Regions from separate parts of the Mus musculus genome. Here region 2 is linked to region 1. Evidence: chromatin contacts called from public HiChIP or PLAC-seq data. All regions are on one chromosome and are shown on one strand. The core of a region is the stretch at or near the end of the contact, and the rest is flanking DNA. Distances in the headings are between cores, read along the strand shown.

Region 1 (4,398 bases), core at 547-3,046:
ATCAGGGCCCAGTTCCCTAGGTGAATCCTGCTAACTTTATGAGAAGAGAAAAATCAAAGGACACAGACATAGACAGACAAACAGACAGACTCTGTAAGACATTACCAGCAGGAACACTGCACCTAGATGAAGCCCCTTGACCCTGAATCTCTGGAACTGTAAGCCAACACGACCCTTTTTATAGCTTGCCCATGCTATGACTGTGTCATAGAATGGCAAGCTATGGGCAATAGAAAAGAGGCCATACAGCAAAGCATTTTGAAAACCACTTCATTTTGGCAGACCACATTTCCTAGAAGAAAATACCTAAGGTAATCTTACGGGACATAGCTTATGTCCCCTGAAATCTATCAGCGTTTACAGTTTGAACAAAGAACAAACCTCACACTTGAATAGCACTTAGAAGTAGGCAGGAGTTAACTTGTGGTAGTTCTAACAGTCAGACCCCGTGCTTGTCCCTGGACCTCTGAGAAGGTCAACTCCTCCACAGGTATGGGAGTGAAGACTCAGAGTACAGCCCCTCCCTGCAGGACTGGATAGCGTTCCCTGCAGCTGGGGCTCCAGTACTTACCTCCCTCATCCCAGTAACCAGGGACACTTGAGGAGCAGTCTGTACGATCTGCTGCAGGACGGTGATGTAGGTCTGAATCTCCAGAAGATTCTGTTGCAGAGGGAAAGCATTTTCATTAGAAGTTGAGCTGCTGGAATCTCACCCCCTTTCCTATGTGAGCCCAGGAGTGAGTGCCTGCACACATTGGCCCACAGCTGTGGCCACACTTGGATGGACAGAGGAATAAGCTACAGCTGCCACGGATGGCATATTGGAGTGGGCATTGCACATCTGCAGAAGCAACGGGGCAGGAGAACCATCGGGCTCAGCTTATTTGACCATTTCCCTTCAGATGCCTTCACACACTGCCCCTGGCCTCACAGCACCCTGGATGACAGGTGAGAAGAAAGGGGACCGAACAAGGCCTGGAAGCTACAAAGGACTGTGACAGTACAGGGCAGTGCTTCAGTGAGAGGGCAACTTTAGCCAGTCACGCCTACACTAAATGACTTAGTGGATATGAGTGTCTTCTCAGGTAAGCTTCAAAGTCTCCTAGAATAAAGGTCTTTTTATGAGACAGGGCTAACCATCTACAGGGAGGCCTGGTGACCTTAAACAGACAGTGCACCTTTCCTAGCTCTGAGCAATGACTGATAACACAACCCTCTACAGAAAACAGCCTTGACCAAGCATTGGTCAACTTGTCCAGGAAACTTCGAGGGCCCCAGCCCATGAGTGAAAAAGATTGGCCTTCAGATGAGACCAATGCTCCCCTCTCTCACACTATCCCCCACAGTCCTCCACTGATGTAACTGTGGAACAAGGACCACTATCTCAGGCTCTGTTTGTAGGGGCTGACTCGAGCCCTTCCTCATCAGGCTGGGTCCCAACAGATAATGAATGGGAGCTTCCCACCATTGTTATAAGTGCCTGCCTACTTCAGGCTGGCTCCAGACACTGCTCTCGGGATCCAATAAGATAAATATAAGGAAGCTGGAAGGTGTGGAGGAGGAAGTAGGCAAGGGCCTGGTGAGAGGCTGGGAAGACTGCCAGGGAGAGGGTACTACAGTCAAAGTGCAGGGTACACACAGGGAGGTGGGGAGGGTGGGAGGGAACACCAGGCTAGCTGGGTCCTTGCCCAGCTCCAGGCTGTCTCTAAATTACCAAGTTTGTCTTAGTGTGAGTTTCCCCAGAGAAAGATCTGGGTGTGGACACAGCTGAGTTGGGCAATGGCTCGGGGCCTTGTGACTAACAGGACAGAGAAGAGGCAGGGAAAGGACACTGGCTAAGCAGGGCGTGCCATCAATTGCACTCCCGTGGGCACGAAGATCAGACTTCGGAGGACCTCCTCCAAGTCCTGCTACCCAGACAAGAGGGGCCCAGGGGGGTTACACACAGACGCCCGCCCATCAGCCACTGAACAAGGCTGCTCCAGGGGTAGAGAAGTTCCCCTCTATTTCCTATGAGATTGTAGCTTTCCACTGCTTCAGTAAGCTCCTTGGCAAAAAGACACAGGTACTGTATCAATGAAACAAGGACCCCAAAGAGAACTCTACAGAATGAAAGCTTCCCCAAGAAATTCTAGCCTGGGTGAGAGCAGACAGAGCCTCGGGACAGATAAGAAACTCCCCCATTCACCCCAGGAACAGGATCCTCACAGCCCTAGAGACTTGCAGCTAACTAACTCTACGCAGGACACTTCCTGGCTTTGGTTTCCTCTCTTTTCCAAAATAGCAAGGAAGATGGGGTACGAATTCTGGTCAGCTGTAAATAACTTTATTCCCTTTATCCCAGAGATTCTCAACCTGAGGGTCCCGACCCCTTTGGAATAATATGACCCTTTCAGAGGGGGTCACCTAAGACTGTGGAAAAACGCTACAGTTTGTAACAGTAGCAAAATTATAGTTATTAAGTAGCAACAAAAATAATTCTGTGGTTGGGGGTGGGGGTGGGGTCACAACAACAGGAGGAACTATATTAAAGGGTTGCAGCACTAGGAAGGTTGAGAACCTCTGCTTTTCCCATTCCTGTGTCCAGATTCCTGCTGGTAAGTCAAGACACAACAGACCTAAGGTTCAGGTTACCATATGGGCAGTCAGAGAAGACCAGAGCCTAAGACCACTGCCTCCCCTGTCTGTTAACCCATGGTTAACCCAGAGCAGCACCAAAGAGGATACCACTCACATTTTAAAGATAGGAAGCAGCCCAGAGAGGCCAGGCTGCTCTCTCACAATTACACAATGCTGGGATGTGATTGTCCAGTGTGCTAAGGCCTCCAGTATCACACCTGCCAGAGGCGTGTAAGGAGTGGAAAGGTTAGGATACTCTGAAGGAGGAGGCTCTTAGCTGAAGGGGATTACAACCCCATAGGAAGAACAACAGTATCAACTAACTCAGAACCCCCAGGGCTCCCAGAGACTAAGCCACCAACCAAAGAGCCTACATGGGCTGGCCCATGCCACCACCACCCTCCATTCCCCGGCACCCACATATGTAGCAGAGGACTGCCCCATCTGGCCTCAGTGGGAAAGGATGTGCTAAATCCTGTAGAAACGTGATACCCCAGGGAAGGGGGATGAAGAACTCATGGAGGGGGGACCAAGAAGGGGGAAACATTTAGAATGTAAATAAATAAAATAATTAGTATAAATAATAAATAGACAAATAAAAGAGGTTCCTAAAAGAAAGTGTTATCTGGTTGCCTCTAAGGCAGAGCTAAGAACTGTAAAACAATGCCTTAAGCACACACACATATTCTCCCTTCTCTTTATTTTTCTGAGATAAAACAGTAGACTGCTTAATAGGGATGGAGCTGCCAAAATAATTTTGTAAATTATGACACTAAAACCTAACATCGCAATTCCCGGCATATCCTGCCATTGTCCACTGATGTTCTCTAGGCACCTCTGGCTGGGTAAGTGCTGTCCAATGGCCGGCTCATGCCAGTTCAGGGTCTGTAGTCAACATTGCTCACTCTAGCAGTCTCCTGTCCAACCCAACCCATGCTGGGTTTTGTAAGAGCAAGGGCTTCCCACACGTGATAGTTACCTTCTTGTACCTGTCCTTGGCCACACTGATATCTGCCTGCAGAAACTGTGCCTCCAACTGAAGGTGCAGGTTACGCAATAAGGCTTCATCGGCTTCCTGAAACAGACAGACAAACAGACAAACAAAAAAAGCCATGCTAGGGTCACAAAGAGCACTTAGGTGTAAAGTGAACCAGTGTAGAAACACAGGGCCGAGGTGGGGACTTGATAAGGGATTCTTGTTCAGTGGGTCTAGATCTCTCTCTCTCTTACTCTCTCTCTCTCTCTCTCTCTCTTCCATACTCTCTCTGTTTGGGTGTGTGTGTATGAGTGTGTTTGTGTGTGTGTGTGTGTATGAGTGTGTTTGTGTATGTGTGTATGAGTGTGTTTGTGTGTGTATGAGTGTGTTTGTGTGTGTGTGTGTGTGTATGAGTGTGTGTGTGTGTGTGTGTGTGTGTGTGTGTGTGTGTGTGTGTGCATACACATGTGAACCATCTTGCATGGGTGGAAGTCAGAAGACAACTTTCAGGAGCTGAGTCTCTCCGTCCACCATGGGTTCCTGGGATCCTGAGCAGGTCATCAGCCGTGCACTGCATGTGCTTTTCCCCACGGAGCCATCTTGCCAGCCCTGCATGCTGAGTTCTAAATAAAGCAGTAGGCTACTCAGTAAACCTGGTTGAGAACAGTACTTCTCATTATGCGGCGATTTTGAATTCAAAGGGACATTTGGCAATGTCCAGAAGTACAATTATTGTCAGGACTTAAAAGCAGGGTCAAGAAGACTGCTGTAAGTCTCCTACAGTACACAACAGTCCACCACAC
Region 2 (4,398 bases), core at 480-2,979, 520 kb after region 1:
TTCATAGCTGTTACACTCGCTGATTTACTGGATGAAAAGTCTGGGGTTATCATAAATAAAAAGTATTGTGGCATGATTTTTCCTTAGGGAAATATGCAAAAATAACTTGAATCTCTTCTCATTCTAAAAGTCACTGGTCCCAAACTCTATTTTCACATTCAAAGATATAACCTGGGCTGGTGAGATGGTTCAACAGGTAAGAGCACTGACTGCTCTTCCAAAGGTCCTATGTTCAAATCCCAGAAACCACATGGTGGCTCACAACCACACGAAATGAGATCTGATATCCTTTTCTGGTGTGTATAATAATAAATAAATCTTTGTGCTGGCGCAAGCAGAGGTCCTAAATTCAATTTCCAACAACCACATGAAGGTTCACAACCATCTGTACAGCTACAGTGTATTCATATACATAAAATAAATCTTTAAAAATAAATAAACCTAGATTCTTTAAAAAATAAATTAAAGTCGGGCGTGGTGTCGCATGCCTTTAATCCCAGCACTCAGGAGGCAGAGGCAGGCGGATTTCTGAGTTTGAGGCCAGCCTGGTCTACAAAGTGAGTTCCAGGACAGTCAGGGCTACACAGAGAAGCCCTGTCAAAACAAACAAACAAAGAAACAAACAAAAAACACCAAAAAAATTAATTAAAAAAAAAAAACCAAAGATATAACCAATGCAGTATGCTAACTGTTCATAATAGTATTTTCTTCATGCCGTTTGGGTTCACTTAACAGAGAACGAAAGAGCAAAGCATACTGAGACGAAGTGAATGTTGGGGAAACACTGGGAATACCTAATCAAGGCCTGAATGAGCCTTATCATTGTTGTCTATCGGTTTTCAGCAGCAGCTTTGAATGTGTACTTTCCTGGGTAAGAGTGATTTACTGATATGCCATTCTTCATTGGCATCACAAATACTTAAAAGTTCTGGGAAGCCAAGTCTCTTTTTTAATTTAAGGGGTAAGTGCAAATGACACCATCCTTAGCCTCTTGTGAACTACTCTGACACAAGGATCTTACAAGCATTCCTGAAAGGCTCCAAGGGCATCAACGACATTTTTTTTTTCTTTTGGTTTTTTGAGACAGGGTTTCTCTGTATAGCCCTGGTTGTCCTGGAACTCACTTTGTAGACCAGGCAGGACTCGAACTCAGAAATCCGCCTGCCTCTGCCTCGGGAGTGGTGGGATTAAAGGCGTGAGCCACCACGCCGGGCAACGCCATTTCTTAAGATTACAGGAGCTAAACATGTCCGGATCCTTGCCTGACCCAGTGCATTTCCCAACAGAAGTTTAGTAGGCAACAAGGTGTAGCCGAGGCTGAGGCAGGATTGCGAGTTTGAAGCTAGTTTGAGCTGCACAGCAATACCTTGTCAAAAAACCAACCACCCAGCTTTTAGACTCTAAGAAAATTTAGGGTCTGATCAGTCGCCCCATAGCGACCAGATGTCCTCCGTACATACTCCACTGGCACTCCCAACCCCACCCTCGCGACTCCAAAGCAGCCCAGCACTGCGACTTCCTGGTGAAGGCGGTCCCCAAATAGGAAAGCCAGGGCCCCAGGCAGCCACTCCCAAGAAGCAGCGAAGCGGGCCAGGGGTTACGCTCGGCGCTCGATTGCTAGAGCCTGGCGACGATAGCACTTGCAACGGCTCTGCGCTCGAGAGGTCGAGCCTGGCCCGTTGCGGCTGCGGCGGCGGCGGCGGCTGTGGCGGCGGCGGGGGCGGGCGCGGGAGCGAGTCCGCGGCCGGGAGCGGGAATGTCGAGGAGTTCGAAGGCAGTGCTGGGCCTCTCGGTGCTGCTGACGGCGGCCACGGTGGCCGGCGTGCATCTGAAGCAGCGGCAGGACCGGCAGGTCGGTGTCACGTGACCGCGTCTTCCGGGGCGCCGAGCCCGCAGCTGTCCCTGCGCGCGTGGCGGGCCGGGCGGGCTGCAAGGGCGCGTTCAGGACGCCGACTTCTCTCCCCCAGCCACGAGGCGGGAGACTGGGGCGGAAGCCTCGGGGCAGGGGTGTAGTCCAGAGTTAGAGAGTTGCTAGGGTGAGCTCGAGGCCCTGGGGGCAGCACAGCCCACAAAGCCTTACCCAGGAATTGTTAAATCCGGAGATAAAGCAGCTCACACCCAGCACACCCCCCAGTGCCTTTGGCTAAAGAAACTTGAGATTTTTGCAACTTGCATTAACAAAACATTTTGCTACTGGACTTAGGTTCTGGAAAGGATAAAAGGTAGCGAGCGCCCTTCACGTTTTCTTTTAATGGCTTTCTTTCGGAGAATAACTGGCTTATTAATCAGCGACTAACCGACTCTTCCTCATTCCAGTTTGCAACGCTGGCTAGTGCGCTGAGCACACTGAGAACACATAGTTAATTATAACCTCTCGAGATTGTTCTTTTTATAATGGTGCCACACTGTGCTGGCCAGTACTTGGTATTTGCCCTTTCAAGCAATACCTTTACAGTTATTTGGTTTGAATCGGATTTGCCATGGGCAGAAGTTACTGAAAGCCTCAAGAGTCACCAGACCATCGACCTTTGTATTCACAAACTAGGAATTGCAATGAAACTAGGCTTGCAAATTCAGAACCATTTTGAGGAGCAGGGTCGATGTGCAGTGATGGAGAAGCACACAAGGAATTAAAGATTTGGGATTAAAATATGGTTCCCCAGGGATATCTTCTGGAGTAGAAGCAAGAAACTTCCTTCTTGGGAGGAAAAGGAAAAGATGGTGGTTCTAATTAAACTTGGAAGACAGGGTGTCTGTGTCCTCCTGATGTGTTTTGGAGACAGCGTTTGCTATCAGTTTTGTTTCAAACTCTGTTCCCCTGAGAAGTTTTTACAGTATGAGCAGACCAATTAAATCAGATCTCTGGAGCATGGAGACTCAGCTGTGTTCCAAAAGGCACGCCAAAGGCTTTAATGAAACGGTTGAGAATCACAGTTAGAGAATGGAAGTGTGCAAAGATCTAGTTATTTCTTGGAAGTTAGTGACCAAGACATACTGACCAAAATAAGCTGTCCAGTAGCTATTCATTAGCGACTTACTGTAACATCGAGGAAGGTAGATGTCTTGAAAACTTCAAGGTGGCAGTAAAGGAAATAATGGCTTGTTTTCTGTCTACCCACACCAGACACAGTGTTTTTCACTTTACAGACATTGTCTTTAACTCTCAAAGGAACTTAGTAGACATCAATTACAGATGGTTCCTAACTTAAAGATGGTTAACTTGGTTTTATGTATGTGTTTGGGTGTTTTTTTTTTAAAGATTTATTTATTTATTATATGTAAGTACACTGTAGCTGTCTTCAGACACTCCAGAAGAGGGTGTCAGATCTTGTTACAGATGGTTGTGAGCCACCATGTGGTTGCTGGGATTTGAACTCAGGACCTTCGGAAGAGCAGTTAGTGCTTTTAACCACTGAGCCATCTCTCCAGCCCCGGTTAACTTGGTTTTTAGGAAAGCAGTATCGTTTGTATTTAGTGAAACTTTCTTTGAATATTGAATTTTGGTATTTTCCCAGGCTCAGGATCAATGGTAGGATTCTTTCAAAATGCCAGGCAGCAAAACAAACCTCAGACCCCAGGGAGCCCCGGAATGCTGATGTTCAGTGGTATCATGTCAGAACACCTTTATTATTTTCAGTTTATCATGAGGTTTTCCAGGTATGGTCCTATGGTAAGTTGAGGAGTGTTAATGATTCTACAGGAATCAAGGCTCCAGATGCTAGAGTTAGGTTAGTAAAGAGCTGTGTTAGTTAGGGTTTCCTATTGCTATGACAAAGCACCATGACTAAATGCACCTTGGGGTGGAAAGGGGTCAACTTCCAGCTCCATATCACAGTTCATCAATGAAAGCAATTGAGGTGATAATCTGGAAGTAGGAACTGAAGCAGAGGCTGTGAAAGAGCTGCTCACTGGCGGCTTATGTTAAGACAAAGTCTTTCTGTGTTGTCTTGGCTGGCTCAGAGCTCAGAGAGATCTGCCTGCTACTACCTCCTAAATTCTAGAACTAATGTACCACCATGCTGGACCTGAGCCCTCACTCTTACATTTCCCAACTCCACTGGTGTAGCAAATGTAGCTGTAGGCCTGGGAGAGGCTCAGTAAGAACTAGGTGAGTATTTATTTATTTATCTATTTATTTATTTATTTTGAGTAGACTTTATTGTAAAAACACAAACCCCTTGCAAATAAATAAAAACATCACACATCAAAATTAATGAGACTCAAAGTCTGTACAACTCAGTGAACTGCACAGTAAACGTTCACATGTGCTTTATTTATTTTTATTGTTTTATATTTAAGAGGGTTTGCATGCATGTGCGAGCACTCATGCATATCTGGTGCCTGTGGAGGTTAGACAAGGTCATCACATCCCTTTGGTCCAGAGTTACAGCCACTTGT

What was found. HiChIP or PLAC-seq counts read pairs in DNA pulled down with a chosen protein or histone mark.
Region 2: an H3K4me3 HiChIP or PLAC-seq map of bone marrow-derived macrophages shows a contact between it and region 1, with 5 times the contacts expected there. The contact joins the promoter of Kat14 here to the enhancer-like site in region 1. A contact is called at or near these places in 15 of 39 promoter capture datasets (the 3T3-L1 cell line, 3T3-L1-derived adipocytes, the C10 cell line and 9 more), 1 of 15 datasets of contacts at CTCF or cohesin (large pre-B cells), 7 of 484 Hi-C or Micro-C datasets (the 63-12 cell line, B cells, CD4 T cells and 4 more), 10 of 115 datasets of contacts at active chromatin or transcription factors (the 230-238 cell line, bone marrow-derived macrophages, cardiomyocytes and 7 more) and 3 of 9 other capture datasets (adipose tissue, liver and macrophages).

Annotation. Positions count from the first base shown.
Region 1 is chr2:143,845,330-143,849,727 of GRCm38.p6, forward strand. Bfsp1 (beaded filament structural protein 1, in lens-CP94) reads right to left here. Exons shown (of 8, transcript NM_009751.2): 3 at 3,599-3,694; 4 at 572-661. Among named protein-coding and RNA genes, the nearest start is that of Bfsp1, 16 kb to the right of the region's middle. Within about 2 kb of position 1,797, at least 85 of the 459 cell types and tissues checked have an H3K27ac peak or open chromatin away from gene starts, as enhancers often do. A contact at or near this core is called in adipose tissue, bone marrow-derived macrophages, hematopoietic stem and progenitor cells and 3 more, where this site is marked.
Region 2 is chr2:144,367,306-144,371,703 of GRCm38.p6, forward strand. It overlaps Kat14 (lysine acetyltransferase 14), which reads left to right and starts at 1,730. Exons shown (of 11, transcript NM_181417.3): 1 at 1,730-1,852. It overlaps Pet117 (PET117 homolog), which reads left to right and starts at 1,678. Exons shown (of 2, transcript NM_001164813.1): 1 at 1,678-1,852. The coding sequence starts at 1,757.